Linked DNA regions of Mus musculus: region 1 is linked to region 2. Evidence: chromatin contacts called from public capture Hi-C data. All regions are on one chromosome and are shown on one strand. Each heading gives the region's core, a stretch centred on a gene start, on an enhancer-like site or on the middle of the called end of the contact. The rest is flanking DNA. Distances are from core to core; before and after follow the strand shown.

What was found. Capture Hi-C pulls out chosen DNA fragments and counts their contacts.
Region 1: a contact with region 2 is called in a capture Hi-C map of embryonic stem cells, with 3 times the contacts expected there. The contact joins the promoter of Glp1r here to the promoter of Tbc1d22bos in region 2. A contact is called at or near these places in 1 of 39 promoter capture datasets (pre-B cells) and 1 of 9 other capture datasets (embryonic stem cells).

What each region holds. Positions count from the first base shown.
Region 1 is chr17:30,900,112-30,903,335 of GRCm38.p6, reverse strand. It overlaps Glp1r (glucagon-like peptide 1 receptor), which reads right to left and starts at 1,469. Exons shown (of 13, transcript NM_021332.2): 1 at 1,382-1,469. The coding sequence starts at 1,459.
Region 2 is chr17:29,594,466-29,597,939 of GRCm38.p6, reverse strand. It overlaps Tbc1d22bos (TBC1 domain family, member 22B, opposite strand), which reads left to right and starts at 1,635. Exons shown (of 4, transcript NR_045447.1): 1 at 1,635-1,724. It overlaps Tbc1d22b (TBC1 domain family, member 22B), which reads right to left. Exons shown (of 13, transcript NM_198647.1): 9 at 3,157-3,263; 10 at 2,017-2,092. It overlaps Mir7667 (microRNA 7667), which reads right to left and starts at 2,402; the gene lies at 2,340-2,402.

The DNA of each region.
Region 1 (3,224 bases), core at 220-2,719, 1.3 Mb before region 2:
AGAAGAAAGGAAGGCCTCAAGCTTGGCTCTGTCCCCTCACTCTCAACCTAATCTGCAAATGTGACCCACAGCAGCCTAGGACCAGAAGGCTCAAATCCCCACCATCCTGCCTCACAAGAAGGAACTGAGCAGCGAATCTGCGGTTGTGGCTGGAAAGATCCCAATGTCACCAGGAAAGCCATGGCCTGCAGGGGAACAGAGAGGCAGTGCCAGAGACTGGGAAGGTATCTCTTGGGGACAGTTGGCCCTGGAGAACAGGGAGAGGATTAATCTGGGAAAGGGTTTGGGAGCTGAGACAGTGCACTTCCTGGGGAGGCACCTCTGTCCACAACTCGGTTCTCAGCCAGGGCTGAGGTCTGTGCCCTCCTATGTCAGACCAAGCTCAAACGGATGCAGGCCCACTCCCCAACGGTTAAGCCCTTTAGCTCTGGAGGTGGACACAAGACATGATGTGTAAAGTACTCCCTTCTATAGGAACACTGCCCAGCCTTGGGCCTCTTCTATGCAAGGGTATCCTGGCACATTTGAACAACCGCCCTCCATACAAGCAGCTGGCCATCATGGCCAGGGCAGGAGCCTGGGGCAGGATTCACAGGCAGGTCAGAGAGAGTCAGAGAAGAGCCCACAAGAGTCCAGCTGCGACCTAGTCTTTGGCGACACCAAGGAGGTTGGATGTTCCGGTGACCCTCGGTATTCTTTCTGGTGGGTTATTAATCCAAGGGGGTCTAGGATGGGTATTAGCCGAGTGTATGAGAGGGCCTGGCTGATCCAGAAGAAACAGGGAACCTGCTGCATGTTTGCTGCAGAGGCTGGGGTGGAGGTGGCAAGTCAGTGCCACCTGGGAGGTCATCAGGAAGGACAACAGGCTGCAGGGTCCCTGGGGCTATGAGTCAAAGACTGTGATGAGGTGATGGGAGGAAGCTGCATTTCTACAACCAGGCCCCTTCGGTCCTCTAGAGCTTCCTGGGTACCCCATACACAAGGAAGCCCAGGAGGAGTGCAGGGGAAGGCACCGCAGGGGTTCTGAGTACAGAGGGAAGGCAGAGTGCCAGTGGGTTTGGAAAAGGAGTTGGGAAAGTAATAAGGGACAAAGACGGGTCGCAGAAGTCAGAGCAGGGCAACCCTGGGGCAGCTGGTGCCCTGACAGAGCAGCTGGAGCCGAGAAGTGAGGCAGCTCTTCAGGATGAGGGTAGTCACCTCATGTCCAATCCCCACCTGGACTCCTCAACTCCTCTGTCTCTTCCTCGCCTGAGCCTTGCACTTCCCCTGTCTGGGGTCCCGGAGTTTCTGCTCAAGTCCAGGAGCCCCTCCGCTAGCTCTTGTGCCCGCAGAACACCGCAGCGTCCCCCTCCCATTTGTCACCGGGGTTCCCAGGGCTCACCTGAGGGCGGGGGCCGGCCCTGCCCACCGCCCCGAGCAGCAGGAGCGCCAGGCGCAGGAGGCTTGGGGTGCTGGCCATGGCTGGGCGCTCAGGACTGGGTCATAGCTGCCACCTGCGGAACCGCGCGCCGCGACTGATCCCTGCCGGGCTGCGGGGGGAGGAGCTGGCGTGGGGCCGCCCCGCCCGTCCGCAGGAGGGATCGGGCGGGGTCCCTGTCCTCTTCCGCCTGGGTTTCAGGAGGCCCGGGGCCAGACCGGCCTCCAGCGTCCCGGGCCAGGAGATGTTCGGCGCTGTGCTCCCCGCGGGCTCCACTCAGGTTTAAGAGCCGCAGGAGCGGAGCTTCTAGCTCTGAGCGCCTGTGGTGCCTGCGCCTGGCCAGCTCGCTGCGACCAGTGGAGCCCGCCTCCCACCCCCGCACCCCGATCTCCTCCTGGCTCCCCCTCAACTAAGGAAAGCCACGCCCCCACCGAGTCAGTGCTTCCAAAAGGAAACTGAGGCCAGGAAAGGTGTAGGATTGGTACAAGGTCATAGTGTTGGTCAGACTTCTGGAAAGTATCCCACAAGCTGCTAGTTACTAGGGAAGAAAGATCGGACTAGTTGGGTGCCACCTACTTCCCCAATCCTCTCCTCATCCCAAGCCCAGCCTTCTGGGCCTGCACAGCAGTCAAGGTGGTAGGGATCAGGACAAGAGATCCCAGAAGAGTCCTTAGGGTCCTTTCTATCTAAAACTTTAGAAATTGCAGGGTGAAGAGGGTTGAGGCTGGATTCTGTTTTTCTAGAACTTTCCAAATGTTCCCTGTCCACCCCTTGCTGTCCCTGGGCCTGCTACAATGTGTGCCCTGACTAGCTTACCCTATGCACTTCAGTCTGTCTTCCTACACCACACCTTTGCCCTTGGCTGCAGTACAGGTCGGGAGAGCTCCAGACTCCTACCTCTTCTGTGAGTTAATAAGTGGGACAGGCAAGCCGAGGTGTACCACTAACCTCTTGAGGAAGGCAAGAGGATGCACCCCCCCCCCACCATGAACTAGTATAAGGAAGTTGGGTGTGGCTCTACTCAGCCCTGGACCTGCCTAGGGCTAGTCTGGACCATTCTGGAAGAGAAGAGAGATTGGATGCATAGCTGCAACTCTTAGAGATTACAGAACTTCCCAAAGTCCTGCAGGAAGTGGGTCTATACATCCAGTGCTCAATCCCGCGGAGGGAGACAGCCAAGAGAGGTGCGGAGCGCGCTCCACTCAGAGAGAGAAGCTCCCTTCTGGTGAGCTCTGCCTTTGAGTCCCTTGTTTTAGCCCCAGCCTGAGGTCAAGCAGGTTCCCCCTGTGTGCCACACAGGCTTGGCTGTTTAGCTGTCAGGACCATCCATCCAAATAAATGATCTAACTAGGGCTTTTACGGAAAGCAAAGCTGGAACTTCAGCCCAGGTTGGAGTGAGTAGCCATTCTCTGCTCATCAAGGTCTCCAGATCTTTTCGCTTTTCTGGTACCAGCATCTACCTAAATGACCCGAAGTGGCTCGCTTTAGAACCAATCAGGACATCAAAAGTCCAGCTGCAGGGAAGGACCAGCTGATTGCCCAGAGGGACCTGTCCTGAAGACAGCAATCATCAATTCCCCACCTGCTCATCAGAATTTAGTCACATGGCCATCCCTAGTTTCAAGAGAGGCTGGAAAAGGTACTTTTTATTTTGGGCTGTCACAGGCACAGTTAAGCAATGTACCTTTCGTTATTCTGCTTTTTATAGCTAATAACACCACTCCACAGACTGAGCACTGTGTTTTGTTGTGTTAGACAAGCTCTCTCTACGTAGCCCTGGCTATTCTAGGACTCACTCTGTAGATCA
Region 2 (3,474 bases), core at 386-2,885:
GAAACCACTGACTTTGCCGTCTGGAATCCATCTGATGACCAGCCCTGGGGGCCATTTAGTTCCCCAAAAGAGGACAGCATGAAAGGCTCAGGGGAATGATGGCCTGTGGGGCAATGGGCTATGCACAGACAGCCTGGTCTCCAGTCCAGCTGAGGTCTTGAACCCCGGTGGTACCCGATGGGTGGTAATTTCTACCTACATGGGACGGAAGGCATCTGATCATGTCTCCTGGACCCCTGGCTCCTGTCGAAGTTACCACCCCCACAAGAGAATCATGTGGCTAATAGTCTCGTAGACAATGTCCCAAGCTTCTGGCATTCTGGCTAGACTCCTCCACAGTTACCTAGCAACAACAAGATAGCAGCCCACTATAAGAGGGGCTGCTTGGCCCCTCCTCGCTCTCTTTAAGCTTTCTTCTTCTCTAGCCTTTCCTCTTTTTCTCTTCCCCCTTCTCTCCTTGTGACCATGGCCGGCCTCTCCCTCTCTCTTTCTACCTTCTCTCTTTCCCCCTGGCTTTCTACAACAAAGCTCTAAAACCATAGACTGTCTCTGCTCACAAGGCCCGCTGTGCTTGAACGATGGGATAGGCTTTCTCTTAACGATCCGTGTCTAACCTCCCGACAGAAGGCCTTCCTGCGCTCCAGCCATGGACTGGACTAAGGACTCTTGCCTGCGTGGGAACCACCCAGTACCCACCTTTCCCCTGCCCTCTTCCCTTATCTCCGGGGCCGAGTGCCGCCCTGGGGCCCCTATTCTGTTCTCAGCTCCTCTGTCATATCCAGCGTGGGATGCCAGAGACTGAGAACCTGGTACCAGGAGCTGCCCCTTGTCCACCCCCTGCCATGCGGGGTCAGTGGCTTCACACAGCCAGATGCCCATCCGGGGCCGAGTGGAAAGTGTCTGGCAGTCCTCCCCCATCTGCCCGCCCAGAGCATGGGAACCCTGGCGGGACGCGGGCACTCTCTCCTACTCCCCTCTTCCCTACACACCCACGGCCTCACAATTGGCCCACTATAGAGGCCAGCGGCTGGGCAGGGCAGGGAGGCCCAGAGGGAAAGCACGCCATTACCCCGCACAGAGCTATTGTGAGGGGCACGTGAAGGTGCACACCAAGGCTCTAGGTCGTGGAAAGATGAAAGAGCAAGACAAACCAAGGATGCTCCCATGACCAAGAGAACCTGGGAAGGAGTGAGAGAGAGCCAACTGGGTAGGGAAAGGAGGGATGGGCAGGAAGTCCCACAGCAGAGACGGGGAGGCACAGATGGCTGGTACAGTGGCTGGCAGCCCTGAAGATGCGCTCGCTGGCCTACAGATCTCAGGTCACAGAGCCCCCTGCAAGGTTCACACTGCAGGGAAGAGTAACTCCTAACCTTCTCTGTCTGTCTGGCCACAGTGTCCTTGTCACTCGGGCTTCCTAGGTGCCTGCCTGGCCAGAGCTGGAAAGCTGCACTCCTATAAGCACCTGCTCTTCCCAGCTATCTGCCTCCCAGGGAGCTGTGCCGAGCTTTTCCAGCCCATTCAGGTCCCAGCAGGTCAGCCAGGCTTGGGGAGCCTGTGTTAAGCCTGGGATTGTTATGTGACCATGTGACAGGCAAGGTCAACCCTCAGACTGCATGCAAAGGCAACGGGAAGCCACTGGTGGCTCAGCAACAGAAGGGCACAGACAGAACACTGCTAGAAAACCCTCTCAGGATGACGGTTTGAAGGAGGACAAGGAAGAGAATGTAAGTCCTTCTAGGAGGAAGGTGTCCAGAGCAAATGGCTGGACCAGGGCTGTGGACTGGGAAGGAGAGGGGAGGGGCTGGGGCAGAGCTGAGAGGGAACTGAGGCCACGGTGACAGAATGAGGTGGAAAGACCTTGGGAGAGCTCACAGCCTTCCCGCTGAGCTGTGAAGACAGTGATGCCAAGGCAGTGTGCCACAAGGACTGACTGGGAAGGGAGCCGAGGAGGACCGAGTGTCACAGCTTAGGTGGGACCTGGGCTACTACTGGAGAAGTCCCATCCTCCCAACCTACCATCGATCCGGCTGACGAGCTCTTCCAGCGCCTTGACCTTCTTCTGGATCCCTGGCTGTGCAAACGTGTAATTATCCTGTGAAGGACACAGAGCCAGGGTGAGCAGTGTCCAAACCAGCTGCTTTCTACACCTAGACAGAGCTCATAGAGACAGGCTGCTCTGTCGTTATTGCTGGTATGTGCGTGTGCGCCTGTGCCAGCATGTGTGTGTTACCCAGGCCACGGAGATTTCAGGTATCATTCCTCACAAACATCTATCTTGCTTTCTGAGACAGGGTCTCACTGAGACTGGAGCTCAAGATTAGGCTAGGCACCTCCCTCCCCAGTGCCATCTCTGCAGTCCCTGAAGCATATTAAAAGTATATCAGGGGCTAGAGAGATGGCTCAGTGGTCAAGAGTGCATACTCTCTTCCAGGGTATGGTTCCTAGTGGCTCACAACTACCTGAGACTCCAGATCCCAGTGATCCAACACTTCCAGCCTCCAAACACCTGCACTCGTGTGCACATACCTATACACAGGCTGGAGAGATGGCTCACTGGTTAAGAGCACTGGCTGCTCTTCCAAGAGGACCCAGGTTCAATTCCCAGCATCCACATGGCAGCTCACAAATGTCTGTAACTCCAGGTCCAGGGAATTCAATACCTTCACACAGACTGATGCATATATGTGTGTGTGTGTGTGTGTGTGTGTGTGTGTATGTGTTTGTGTGTGTGTGCAAATACCAAAGCACATAAAATAAAAATAAGTAAAATATTATATATATATATGTATATGTAAAATAAACATATATTTTAAAAGTTCACCAAGGCTAACAGCTAGGAACGGTGTTTGGAAACAAAGGGATTCCTAAAACTGCAGCATATGGTGAAAGGCTGGAGGAGGCCTGCCCTGGGGTTGGCCCACAGGATCTGGGTACACAGTAGGGCCCAGGGGCCTCTGTAATGACAGCTAGTGCTGCACAGTGATTTTCTCAGCCCCGGAGGGATGCTAGCCCACTGTCTAGTGAAGCTAATAGAAGAGGCAGAGGTGCGCTGGTGGGGGGTGGATGGGAAGTGTGTGTGGGGTCTACCTCACACAGCAGAGCAGTAGGGAAGCAGAAGCCCAAGGCAGCGCTGGGCCTGGCCGGGGGGCAGCTCACCTGTATTCCGTCCAGCAGCTTGCTCATGCACCAGAAGCTGTCGGCTTCAATGCTTCGCAGCATGTCCTGAGACAAGTTGGTCACGTCAAAGTTCTCCACGTCCTCTTCTGCAAAACAAAAGGTGAAGCAAATTCAGAGGCCTTATCTAAACACAGAGAGGGGCACAGCACCCACTACCTGCCATGGGGTTCTTCAGGTCCGAGAGAAGCAGGGGACTTGATGTGGAGGGACAAGCCTGCCCTTCTGCTCAAGTGTGTCTCAGAATTTCCAGGGGTCCCATGACCCCAGCCGGGCCACTTCTCACTGCAGCCCAGCCTA